2 separate regions of the Sus scrofa genome follow, and region 1 is linked to region 2. Evidence: chromatin contacts called from public HiChIP or PLAC-seq data. All regions are on one chromosome and are shown on one strand. The core of a region is the stretch at or near the end of the contact, and the rest is flanking DNA. Distances in the headings are between cores, read along the strand shown.

Region 1 (6,406 bases), core at 3,615-6,114, 360 kb before region 2:
ACAAAGGGAGAGGTCTGAGTGGAAGTCAGGGCGCCTTCCTGGAGGAGGCCATTGTGCTCTAGTGGGGGAAGGAGAAGCAGGAATCAAAGGAGCCTCAGGGAGAGAGAGAGAGAGAACTGAGCCACTACCTGGTACACAGCCCACATACCACCCAGCATGTCACCAGAGCCAGGTCTAGGTCACTGTTCCAGCAATCCAACAAAGTCTATACTCTAGCCACCCCCATTTTACAGATGAAGAAACTGAGGCCCAGAGAGCAAAAATAATGTTTTCCCTCAGGAACTAAAAGCCAGGAGGCCATAATGCCCCTCCCTCCTTCTTTCCCTCCTCCCTCCCTTCCTTGGGTCTCACTGCACCCTCATTCTGCGCTGGATTCGCCGAGCCCCTTTGCCGAGCCCCTTCACACCGCTGTCAACCACCAACCTGGAACCATCCTTGCCTCTTCTGGGCCTCAGTTTCTCTCCTCTGAGCAATGGGTTCAACCTCTCCAGACCCTTCTGGCCCAGTGTCCCTGACTCAGGGCCGCAGGAGTGAGCAGCAGCCAAGGTCAGCTGGGCTGGGGGGGGCACCCCTACCCCAACAAGGCGGGGTGGGGGTCCTCCACCTGCTGCCACCCCCCAGTTCCCCCGTGAACCTGCTCGCCAGGCTGGAGCCAGCCGCCATCTGGAGCGACGGGCTGTTTATGGAGCCAGGCGGCGGCGGCGGCCCTGACCCGGCCAATCTGGAAGCGATTAGCAGCCCGGGCTGGGGAGCGTTTGGAGTTCTCATCAGTGGGTCGGGACCCCCCCCAACCCCCACATCCCACACCACCCGGAGCCAAGGCCGCTCTGGGGGTCTCCGAGGAGCCCCCTTTCTTGCAGGGCACTCCAGCTCGGACCTGCTCCAAGGCCTAGAGCTCTGAAAACCGGCAGCGGTGAGACTGGGCCACACACAGGCCAGGATGCGGGGGTGGGTGCAGAGGGTGGGGGGTGGGGGAGAGCTGGGGCCTTCCTGGAGGAAACTTTATGCAGAATTGCTTTCTGGCATGTTTGGTTTTGAACATACATACAAGTGCACAGAGGACACACACACACACAAAACAAATAGCACAGAAGGTGTAAAAAGTGTGAAGCAAAAAGTCAGTGCCCTCCCCTCCTCTTCCCAGGCCCCGACGCCCCCCATCAGACAAACCCAATGTTCTCAGCATCCAGAATCTTCTGAGATGGTGGGAGCATCTACACACACATCTATCTAGTTATTCTTTTTGCCTTTTTCTACAACTGGCTGCCTGCTTCACATTCTATCCTGCCTCCTCTCCCTTGAATTAATCCGTATTTCTACCTCTATTACTGTGAATAATTCTAATGTTAATAATAATAGCAGCAGCTATTATTCTAAGATTTCTAGAGGGCTTACTACGGGCTGGGCACAGTTCCAAATACTCTTCATGGATTATTGATGAATCAAGGGTGGGAAAATGACCCTACCTGAGGACTGTCTATTATTTTATCACCCCCATTTTGTAGATGGGGAAACTGAGGCACAGAGTGGTGAGGCAATTGCCCAGCGCCACACCGCGGTGACTAGCAGAGCTGAGATTCAGGCCCAGGTCGTTGGGCTCCCACATCTATGCTCTGAAACTGCATCATCCAGCCTCTCCCAAGGTTCCAAAACATTCTACTGTCTGGATGGATCTGGTGGGTTTGACGAGGCCTTGGGTGATGCACCATTGGGTTAATTCCATCTTGGGCTGGTGCCAGATGTGCCTTCCGCCACATGGACCTGGTGGGAGGTCCATTCTCAGAGGGGCCTTAGCTTGAATCACACTGTTGTCTGATGGCTCTCTCTCCCCTGACAGAATATCAACTCTAGGAAGACAGAAATTTTTGCCTATTTTATTCATTTGGGCATCCTCAGAGCCTAGAGCAGAGTCTGGAGAACAGTAGGTGCTCAAAAAAATTTGTTGAGGAGTTCCCATCATGGTGCAGTGGAAATGAATCCAACTAGGAACCATGAAGTTGCTGGTTCGATCCCTGGCCTCACTCAGTGGGTTAAGGATCCAGCATTGCCGTGAGCTGTGGTGTAGGTGGCAGAGCGGCTCGGACCCTGCGTTGCTGTGGCTGTGGCGTAGGCCAGCAGCTGTTGCTCTGATTCGACCCCGAGCCTGGGAACCTCCATATGCCACGGGTGCAGGCCTAAAAAGCAAAAAAAAAAAAAAAAAAAAAAAAAAAAAAAATTCATTGAGGAGTTTCCCTTGTGGCTCAGTGGGTTAAGAATGCAACTAGTATCCATGAGGAGGCAGATTTGACCCCTGGCCTCACTCAATGGTTTAAGGGTCCACCCTTGCAGCAAGCTGCAGTGTAGGTCATAGATGCGTCTCCGATCTGGTGTGGCTGTGGTGTAGGCCAGCAGCTCAGCTCTGATTCAGCCCCTCACCTGGGAACTTCCCTATGCTGCAGGTGCAGCTGTTAAAAAATTAAAAAATTGTTGAATGCATGAAGGTATGAACGAACGAATGAGTCACTGGGGAGCCCGGATCTGTCCTGAGGTGGGTGGGGTCCAGGCCTAACCCTGGGGAGGGGGAAGGAGAAGGGGGTACAACTGGGAGAGGAGGAAATACAGAAGAGTTTATAAAGCACTTGCTGTATGTACATCAGGCACTTTCTCATTCCTTGGGCCTGAAAGACCCATCACACAGATGAGGAGACTGAGCCCCGTTCATTCATTCCACAAACTCATCCTTCAGTTTCCAGACCCTGGGCTGGGGGCAGGGGCGATAGCAGAGAACAATCCAGGCACGGACTCTGGTTTTTTAGAGCTGGTGTGAAAGGCGAACCCAACAGGAAGGGAAACAGAATGAACCAGAGCTCGTGCCTGGGCATCTGAGCCACCCCACTCCACAGCCAGCTGCTGATGTGAATCCTGGCGCCACGCTGAGTGACTTGGACACAAGCGATGGCTCTCTGTCCCCACTTCTGGATGTTCAATGACAATTAGTATCGTGGGTAGCACTTATGTAGCGCTTACTGTGTGCCAGGCCCTCACCTCAGCACTTTACATAAATGAGCTCCTTTATTCTCAGCAGTCCTCTGAGGGGGGACTGTTACCATCCCCACCTTACAGATGAGAAAACCGAGGCCCAGAGAGGGTAAGCGACTTGCCCAGGGACACACAGAGGTAGACCCGGGAAAGTAACATTGTGACATCGCACCTAAGGTCATGGATGACAAATTCAGGGTGAAATCACGGTTGGAGGGAGAGCGAGGGCTGGTCGGGGGGTCTCCCATGGTCTCTGCAGGTTTCGTTTCCCTCTCAAAGGTGGGAAAATGGATGCTCAGTCATCATTTCCCAACTCTCTTTCTGAGTCCACAACAGCACGTCGCCACACACAACCACATTACGTGGAATGACTAACAGTGGACTCGGATCTGAACTTTGACCCAGCTCTGTCTGACTCGGGGCTGAAAGCAGCCCGAGTGAGGGGGGGCCCCTCCTGGCCCCCCCTCAGCCTCTGGGCCCTCCAGGCTCTCAGTGACGCAGCTGTGGTGGCGTTTGGCAACCCAGGCTGCCCGCAGTTACGACAGCCCCAGCATCTGCCAGGGCTGGTGGGGGAGCTCAGGGTCCGGCCCTGCCTCTACCAGGTGACCCTCGTCCCCCCAGCCCTCCTCTCCTGGCTCCGCCTTTCTTTATGTCCTTTTCACCAGGGGACACCTCAGTTGTTCACCGTGACCAGAAAGCACCTTGAGGGCAGGAATCTGTCTGCGCTTGTCGCCACTCTCTCTCCCCAGAACCAGCCTACAGCTGGCACTCAGTAAGTACTTGATGAACGAACAAGTGAAAAACTGGGTGGGGAGTTTCCATTGCGGCTCAGCGGAAACAAACCAGACTAGTATCCATGAGGATGCGGGTTCGATCCCTGGCTTCACTCAGTGGGTTAAAGATCTGGCGTTGCTGTGAGCTGTGGTGTAGGTCACAGACTTGGCTTAGGTCTGGCATTGCTGTGGCTGATGGCTTTGGCTGGCAGCTGCAGCTCCGATGTGACCCCATAGCCTGGGAACCTCCATATACCACAGGCATGGCCTAAACAAAAAAAAAACCCTCCCCAAAAAACCACAAAAAAACTGGGTGAATGAATTGCAACCCCTCCCATTCTTCTTTCCTTCCTTCTTTCCACAGATCCCTGATCAATAACTGACCAGGGATCAGTTATTGAGCACCTACTGTGTGCCAGGCTCTGCACTAGGCTCCAGGGACACAGTGGTGAGTGAAGCAGGAGAAGATCCCTGTCCTCCAGGAGCCAATGTTCTTTTTTTTTTTTTTTTTTTGCCTTTTTGCCTTTTTGCCGTGGCATATGGAGGTTCCCAGGCTAGGGGGTCTAATCGGAGCTGTAGCCACTGGCCTACACCACAGCCATAGCAACTTGGGATCCGAGCTGCATCTGTGACCTATACCACAGCTCAGGGCAACACCCGATCATTAACCCACTGAGCAAGGCCAAGGATCGAACCCGCAACCTCATGGTTCCTTGTTGGATTCATTAACCACTGGACCGCGACAGGAACTCCAAGGAGCCAGTGTTCTAAAGAGGATGCTGTTCCCCAACATCGTGGTCCCGAAAAATGCAGAACCGCAGCTGGAGAAAGGGCAGGGGAGAAGCTCTGGGTGTCACGCACCTGCAGCAGGTGGCTGGGCCTCTGGGGGTTGGAGGTGTCTACCGGAGGTGACTCTGCCGTGGCTCATTGGGCAACGACCACGTGCCAGGTAAGGCAGCAAAGCCTGCCCCTCCTTGGGAGGCCCGGAGGAAAGACGTGGGAGTGAATGGGATACACGTTACACAAGAGGAAACCCTGGGGCACTGACCCTGCCCTCTCAGCCCGGAAGGGCTCCTGAGGAAGTGACGCCCTGAACACAGGGCCAGATCTGTGGCGACAGCACTGACCGTGACTTAGAGGAAGAATATCCCTTCCCGGCAGGGGCACCCGCCTTGCAAAGGCAGGAAGGTTGCCACGCCCCTCAGAAGTGGGCGGCTCTGCCCGGGATATCCCCCTCTGGCCTCACTGTACCCTTCTGCACAATGGGAACAATCCCCTCACCCCCTGCCAAAATCAAGAATGCTTGAAGGTTCTCTGGGAGCCTGTTAGGGCTGGGCAAGGTGCTTTATTTAATTGTTTATTCTTTCCCAAGGCACATGGAGGTTCCCAGGCTAAGGGTCTATCTAATCAGAGCTGCCACTGCCGGCCTACACCCCAGCTCACAGCAACTAGGGATCCAAGCCGCGTCTGCAACCTACACCACAGCTCATGGCAATGCCAGATCCTTACCCCACTGAGCGAGGCCAGGGATTAAACTGGCATCCTCTTGCGTGCCATTCGGGAGCATTACCTCTGAGCCAAGACGGGAACTCCAAGACACTTGATTGAAATCCTGCAGGGAGTGCTGTTTTCTCCCTGTCTCCCTGCTAGGTTGTGAGCCTGTGGGAGAGGGCCTAACACAACCTGCACACAGTAGGTGCTCAGGGAGCGTCTGTGGATTAAATGAGCCAGTGAGTCTGTGTTTCCTCATCTGTGTGATGGGATGATGCTGACTGGCCACAGGGAAGGAATGAATGGCGTTTACAGCTTGTGTTGTCTCCCTCCCCAGCTCCTCGTGGTGGGGGAGGCCTCTGTGAGCCCCCTCTTCAGACATGACCCTCTCCGAGGACTGGGGGAGATGGAGATGAGAAGGTGGAGGGAACAGCTCTCAGCTCCAGACTTCGAGGCAGGATCCTGAGATGCCTCGAAGGAAATGACAGGCAGCCTCATTTACAATGGAAGGAAACTGAGGTACAGCAACAAAAATAATACAATCCGATGCTTACTGAGCGCTTACTCCCAGCCCAGCGCTGTGCTAAGCCCTTTGACCCAAGCTCTTTCATTTAATCCTTCTAACCATCTTCCTTGTCAGAAGCTAGTACTGTGACCCTTATTTGACAAGTGGGAAAATGAAGACTTGGGGAGCTAAGTCAAGACCATGCCTCCTGGTTTTGTTGTTTGTTCGTTTGTTTTGGGGCCCGATTCCGAAGCATGTGGAAGTTCCCAGGCCAAGGATCAAACCCACACCACAGCAGCAACCTGAGCTGTGGCAGTGACAACACCAGATCCTTAACCTGTTGCATCACAAGGGAACTCCCAGACCATGCCCCCTGTTCATGGGGGATCTGGGGTGAGCATGCAGATCTGGTTCCAGAACCCAGAATCATAAACTTGGCACTTCCGGTGGGGAGGTTGGGGGCGGGGTGAGGGAAGGGGTGAGGGAGCCCTGGGGGAGACTGAAGGTAAGCCCTTGGCTGGAGATCAAGGAGTGGAACAGATAATTGCAAAAGTGAGGGATCCAGGGTCAGTTCCATGTTCTTTCTACCCCGGATGGGCAGGAGGAGAAGCCCCAATCT
Region 2 (6,387 bases), core at 2,421-4,920:
GAATGGATTAGCTTGAGATCCTGCTGTGTAGCACAGGAACTACGTCTAGTCACTTAAACTGGAGCATGATAATGTGAGAAAAAAGAATGTATGCATATATGTGTAACTGGGTCACCATGCTGTACAGTAGAAAATTGACAGCTCTCTGTAAAGCAGCTATAATGGAAAAAAAAATCATTATATTAAAAAAAAAGGCTTTTGTTTTTAAAAAAAAAATACTAATAATTTAGTTTTTTGGCTATGCTCATGGAACTTCTCAGGCCAGGGACTGAATCCACACCACAGCAGTGACAATGCCGGATCCTCGACCCACTGAGCCACCAAGGAATTCTCTATTATTAAATTTTCTTGGCTATTTTCATGTATTTTCTTAAACCAGTGAAATTTAGATTCATTTTGTCAAGTTCTATTAAAATTGATATAGGCTTATGATCGACATGATGCTGAATTATTAATTTGGGAAGATTTAATATCTTTACAATATTAAGTCTAATCTCCGGAATGGCCAAATACGTTTTTCTCAGAGAAAACTTGAACCATTCTCTCCACCCAGGACCAACTCATGATCCTGCAACTTCATTTTTATTAGTCAGTGGGGTTACAACCAAAAATATCCTAACAAAAAGAAAAATGTTTAGAGGATAGGCAAACAAATCTCACGGCATTTTTCTATTTTCCAGTATTTGTATTTCATTCCATTGTAATTATTCTTTTGACAGAAACGTCCGCGATCTTGTCACCAGCTAGGAATCTTGGCTCCAAGTTACTTCTGTGGGTGAGTTGGACTAAGAATTAGGCTTTAATAGCAAGAGTACCTTGGATTTATACACGGCGCTTTATAGTGACGTCACCGTGGTGGTGAAGGAGGCGCCTCCATTGGCTGACCACCTAGTACGTGCCAGGCATTGCGCCAAGCAACTCCCTTCCTCTTTGCACTTACTCTTCACAATGATCTCGGGTGGAAAGTACTGTCACCTGCCTTCTCCAAAAGGGAAAGCAGGAGTTCCCGTCGTGGCGCAGTGGTTAACGAATCCGACTAGGAACCATGAGGTTGCGGGTTCGGTCCCTGCCCTTGCTCAGTGGGTTAAGGATCCGGCGTTGCCGTGAGCTGTGGTGTAGGTTGCAGACGCGGCTCGGATCCCACGTTGCTGTGGCTCTGGCGTAGGCCGGTGGCTACAGCTCCGATTCAACCCCTAGCCTGGGAACCTCCATATGCCGCGGGAGCGGCCCAAGAAATAGCAACAACAATAACAACAACAACAAAAGACAAAAAAAAAAAAAAAGGGAAAGCAGGATCCGAGAAATGAATGTGACTTCACTAAGGGCTGGTGTGTTTCTGGCTCTTTCGACCTTCATCTTATCTCATCTGGTTCTTTCCTTGTCAAATCGAGATGGTTTATTTGTTCTTCCATTCGGCAAGTATTTGAGCCCATACGCAGTACCTTAGGTCCTACTGTGATCCAATCCTGGACTGGGAATTGAACAGGGAGCAAAATAAGACTTCTTATTCTCCAATCCAGTTGAGAAGACAAAAACAAACCAACCCCATTTCGTAGTGCGTATCAGTCTGTCACGTTAGGGCGTGACAGGGTGCCCCTAAGATTTCAGTTCTAAACTGTTTTGCCTCCAATAAGTGTTGATGAGGATGTGGAGAAATTGCAACTTTTGTGCATGGTTGGTGGAAATGTAAAATGGTGCATATGCTGCGGAAAACAGTCTTTCTTTAAAAAATTAAAAATAGGAGTTCCCCTTGTGGTTCAAAGTGTTAAGAACCTGACCAGTCTCTGGGAGGTTATGGCTTTGATCCCTGGCCTTGCCGAGTGGGTTAAGGATCCAGTGTCACTGCAAGTTGTGGTTAAGGTCGCAGATATGGCTTGGATCTTGCTGTGGCTGTGGTGTAGGCTGGAAGCTGCAGCTCCGATTTGACCCCTAGCCTGAACTTCCATATGCTGTGGGTGTGGCCCTAAAAAAAAAATTAAAGCGTGACCACATGATCCAGCAATTCCACTCCTGGGTATATATCCAAAAGAACGGAAAGTCTCAGAGAGATATTTTACACTTATGTTCATGGCAGCATTATTCACAGAAGCCAAAATAGGGCTGCAGCCCAAGTGTCCATCAGCAGAGGAATGGATTAGTAAAATGTGGTAGGGATAACGGAATATTATTCAGCCTTAAAAAGAAAAGAATGTAGTTCACATTTTGGCTCAGCAGGTTAAGAACACAACTGGTATCCATGAAGATGCAGGTTCAATCCCTGGCCTCACTCAGTGGGTTAAGGATCTGATGTTGCCATGAGCTGTGGTGTAAGTCACAGAGGCGGCTCGGATCTGGTGTTGCTGTGGCTATGGTGTAGGCTGGCAGCAGCAGCTCTAATTCAGTCCCTAGCCTAGGAAATTTCATATGCCTCAGGTGTGCCCCCCACTCAAAAAAAGGAGTTCCCATCGTGACACAGCGGAAACGTATCCAACTGGGAACCATGAGGTTGCGGATTCGATCCCTGGCCTCGCTCAGTGGGTTAAGGATCCGGCATTGCTCTGAGCTGTGGTGTAGGTTGCAGACATGGCTTGGATCCCATGTTGCTGTGGTTGTGGAGTAGGCCGGCAGCTGTAGCTCCGATTAGACCCCTAGCCTGGGAACCTCTGTACGCTGTAGGTGCGGCCCTGAAAACAAAGGAAATTTGAGTTCTCTTTTTGTGCAGCAGGTTAAGGATCTGGCATTGTCACTGCAGTGGCTCAGGTTGATGCCGTGGTGCAGATTCAGTCCCTGACCTGGTAACTTCTACCTGCTGTAGGTCAGGGGAAAAAAAAAAAGAACCTTGAGGATATTATGGTAAGTGAAGTAAGCTATTCACAAAAAGACAAATACTGCCTGATTCCATTACATGAGGTTCCTAGAATAGTCAAATCCATAAAGACAGGAGGTAGAGTGGTGGTTGCCAGGGACTGGGGGGGCAGGGGAAGTGAAGGGTTATTGTTCCATCACAATCGAATTTCATTTCTGCAAGATGAAAAGTTCTGGAGACGGGTCCCACAACAGTGAATGTATTTCACAATACTGAACTGTCCATGCGAAATGGTCAAGAGGGTAACTTTAATGTATGTATATTTTACAATTTAAACATTTTTAAAATTACTATAAAATCCTTCTTCTCCATAACCCCATCCATACCATCCGTTTTCTTTTCTTTTTTGTCTTCATGAGGTTTTTAAAATTAACAAGCTTTCCAGATGGTTTTGGCTTTTAAGTCAGAAAAAAAAGATACATTTTTTTCCTATGAAATGTTTTCACTAAAAAAAAAATAATAATAATAACCCCATCCAAGAGGAGTGGCCATTATCCCCACTTTAAGTCTTGGTAGCCCCTAACATAGTAGGTCTTTATTACATATTTGTGGAATCAATTTGTAAATTAAAAAAAAAAGTTTTGCCTCCGTTCTGTTTGTGATCATTTGTGGAGGCAGAATGAGAGCTACGAAAACATCATGTCCCCGCCGTCACCACTGCACGCAGTCTGCAGGTAGCTCTCTGCAGCCGTGGGCCAGGATCAAAACGTGTACAATTCTATATTGTAATCGGCACCTCCTTCCTGTGGTGTGTCCTTTCTTCATTGTCAGCCTTGCTTTTCCGTGTTTCTGTGTAACCTGTCACTCTTTGTTGTCACTTCCTTTTCCTTTGTGTCCGCAGAGCCTGGCAGCTCTGTCTGTTCTTGTTGGGCGGTTGGACTTCCTTCTACGGCTTTGCTATTATGTGATACAAGCTGATAAACCGGCCAGTACATGTCGTTGCCTCTATTTTTTCCTGGACTCTTTTCTTGCTCTGTGATCCTCCTTCACCATTCATGGTTCTGTTAATTTTTAGCCTAACTCAAGGGTTGGCAAACTCTGGCCAGCCTGCTGCCGGTTTTTGTAAATAAAGTTTTATTGGCAAAGAGCCATGCCCATTGGTTCACATCTTGTCTCCGGCAGCTTCCAGTTAAAGTGGCAGAAGTGAGGGGTTGACTTGTGACTGGGACTATGTATGAACCCCAAAGTCTAAACTGCTTGCGGTCTAGCTTTGCAGGAAAATTTGTGCCAGCATCTTGGCCAACGAATTCAGCTTAAAAGGTTAAATTTTGTATGTGAGTCTGGCACTGCTTAGGTAAGGTAGCAAGTCAAGAATTGGAGTGCATTTAAAGCTGACGTTGTTTGGGGACATTAGTTTCGGGGTGTGTTCCCTGGCTCTGCCCTCTGCTGGGAGCACTCCTTCGACCTCGGGTGTCTTCCCTGAACACCCAGGTTGCAGCAGCCGACCGTCCCAGTTCTGTGTGACTTTTCTTTACACCTCATCACCAGATGACTCAGTCCCCTTGTTCATTTGTGTGTTCACTGGTTTATTAGCTATCTTACCCTCTACCTGGTAAATTCTTGAGGGCTCTCCTGGCCATTCAGGGCAGGGCGTGATAGCAGGTGTTAAAATATTTGTTTTGTATTTTATATTTTTATGAGAGAGAGAGGAAAGGTTGCCTACCCAGCTACCGTCTTCTTAGCTTCTCAATGCGTCCTTACAAAACATGAACCACTGCTAAGGAAATGGAGTCCCGGAGAAGCAAAGAGCCTGCCCCTGGGAGTTCTGGTTGTAGAAGTGGGAGCCCTCACCCTAACATCTTTCCTGGTCCCTCTTCTTTCTAAAACTAAGAGCAGGAGATTTAGGGGTTCCCGCTGTGGTGCAGCGGGACCAGCAGCGTCTTGGGAGTGCTGGGACGCAGGTTCCATCCCTGGTCCTGCACAGCCGGTTAGGGATGCAGTGTTGCCGCAGCTGCCGCTTAGGTCTTAAATCTGACCCCCGGCCCAGGAGCTCCACATGCTTTGGGGCGGCCAAAAAAGAAAAATAAAGCAGCAGATTTGCTTCTCACTCTCCCCATTCCTCCCCATCCGCCTCCCCACAGAACAGGGACCGCTTTTCCCTTTGGCTCCTACAACCCGGCCACCCGGCACTGTCCTGGAGATCCCTTGGCCAGTGCCGGCCGGTGCTGCGTGCAGCAGCAGCAGGGAGCTGAGTGGGGCAGGGCTAGGTGGCCAAGAGGGCGAGAAGGGTGCTGAGCTGTGCTGTCCTGAGCTGGCTCCTATCCTCCCAGGGACGTTTTCAGCCAGAACAGGGAGCAGAATTCACTTCACAAGCGGCAAAAATGAACAGTTTGCCCTGGAAGCTAATTCGCAGGTGATGGGAAGTCTGAATCCTTCCTCAGCCACATGATTGTTAAAGGAACAGCTCCTGCCACCCTACCGTGGGGTCATGGGGCCTGGTTTGAAGGGAGCGTTGGCATCTGTCAAACACTGGAAGCTTCACGTCAGGCCTGGGGTGTTGTCACAGTGGTCAGTAGTAGCATCAAGGGGGGACACCAAGGACTGTGGGAGGTGCCTTTGTCTCTTCTCTCTGTAATTTCAATGCCCCCAGTGCCACTCCAGGTAAACACACAACATAAGACAGCGAGCCACATGGCTTCATATAGCCGTGTCTCTGCCGTCACAGCTTTGCTCCTGTCCCACCTGCAAACCAAGAGCTTTAAAAGGGCCTGAGAGGTGTGCAAAGACCAGAAGAAGGACAACACGGCTGGAAATCCCGGCAGCCTTTGCTGCCAGGGCTGCAGGTCTTGCTGGCTGTGGTCAAAATCACGTGGGATCGTGTTTTCACTCACCGGACCCTGCTCTGCTCTTACAGTTGGAGGCTCCGAGGGTCATCATTCAACTCATCCCTTCCCGAGAGACACCACCTACAGACTGCTGCCAAGTGTCGGATTTTCCTATCACCACAAAAGCCCCACCTCTGAGCACTTTTGAAACCCTGACCAGGAGCAGTGGCCTGAAACAGTGAAACTACTTTCAGTCTAAATTTGGAGAGTGGAGCTTTCTGAGTCTGAGCCTTTTCACTTGCTGGCTTCTCAAACTCACTCTTTAATTCTTTTATTTACTCATCAAACCTCTGTTACTGTCACTGCTTTGGTTGTGGGTTCGATCCCTGGCTGGGGAACTTCTGCCTACCTTGGGTGCAGCCAGAAAAAAAAAAAAAAAAAAAAGAAGAAAAAGAGGAAGTTATGAAAAGAACAAGGGAAAGAGAGTTCCAGGAAGAAGAAAGAGGAAGTGCAAAGGCCCTGAGGCAGGAGAGAATTGGCTTGGAGAAAGTAGAGGGAGGCCTTTGCAGCTGGAGGGGAGAGAGGGGGAAAAGACAGGGCCTTGCAGGCCATGGTGAGAACTTTGGTGCTCAGGGACAGGCAGCCAGGAGCTCCTAGACATTCCCATCAGGCAAGCGACATGTTTGGTTTCATGTTTCTCAACGTTCCCTCTGGCTGCTCTGGGGAGCCATGTGGTGGCAGAGAAACCAGCAAGGAAACTATAGGCTTGGTGTGATG

What was found. HiChIP or PLAC-seq counts read pairs in DNA pulled down with a chosen protein or histone mark.
Region 1: an H3K27ac HiChIP or PLAC-seq map of alveolar macrophages shows a contact between it and region 2. The contact joins two enhancer-like sites. A contact is called at or near these places in 1 of 47 Hi-C or Micro-C datasets (epiblast stem cells) and 1 of 2 datasets of contacts at active chromatin or transcription factors (alveolar macrophages).

The regions. Positions count from the first base shown.
Region 1 is chr17:51,603,004-51,609,409 of Sscrofa11.1, reverse strand. No RefSeq gene overlaps it. Among named protein-coding and RNA genes, the nearest start is that of UBE2V1, 58 kb to the left of the region's middle. Within about 2 kb of position 4,864, at least 13 of the 83 cell types and tissues checked have an H3K27ac peak or open chromatin away from gene starts, as enhancers often do. A contact at or near this core is called in alveolar macrophages, where this site is marked.
Region 2 is chr17:51,245,269-51,251,655 of Sscrofa11.1, reverse strand. No RefSeq gene overlaps it. Among named protein-coding and RNA genes, the nearest start is that of PTGIS, 48 kb to the right of the region's middle. Within about 2 kb of position 3,670, at least 18 of the 83 cell types and tissues checked have an H3K27ac peak or open chromatin away from gene starts, as enhancers often do. A contact at or near this core is called in alveolar macrophages, where this site is marked.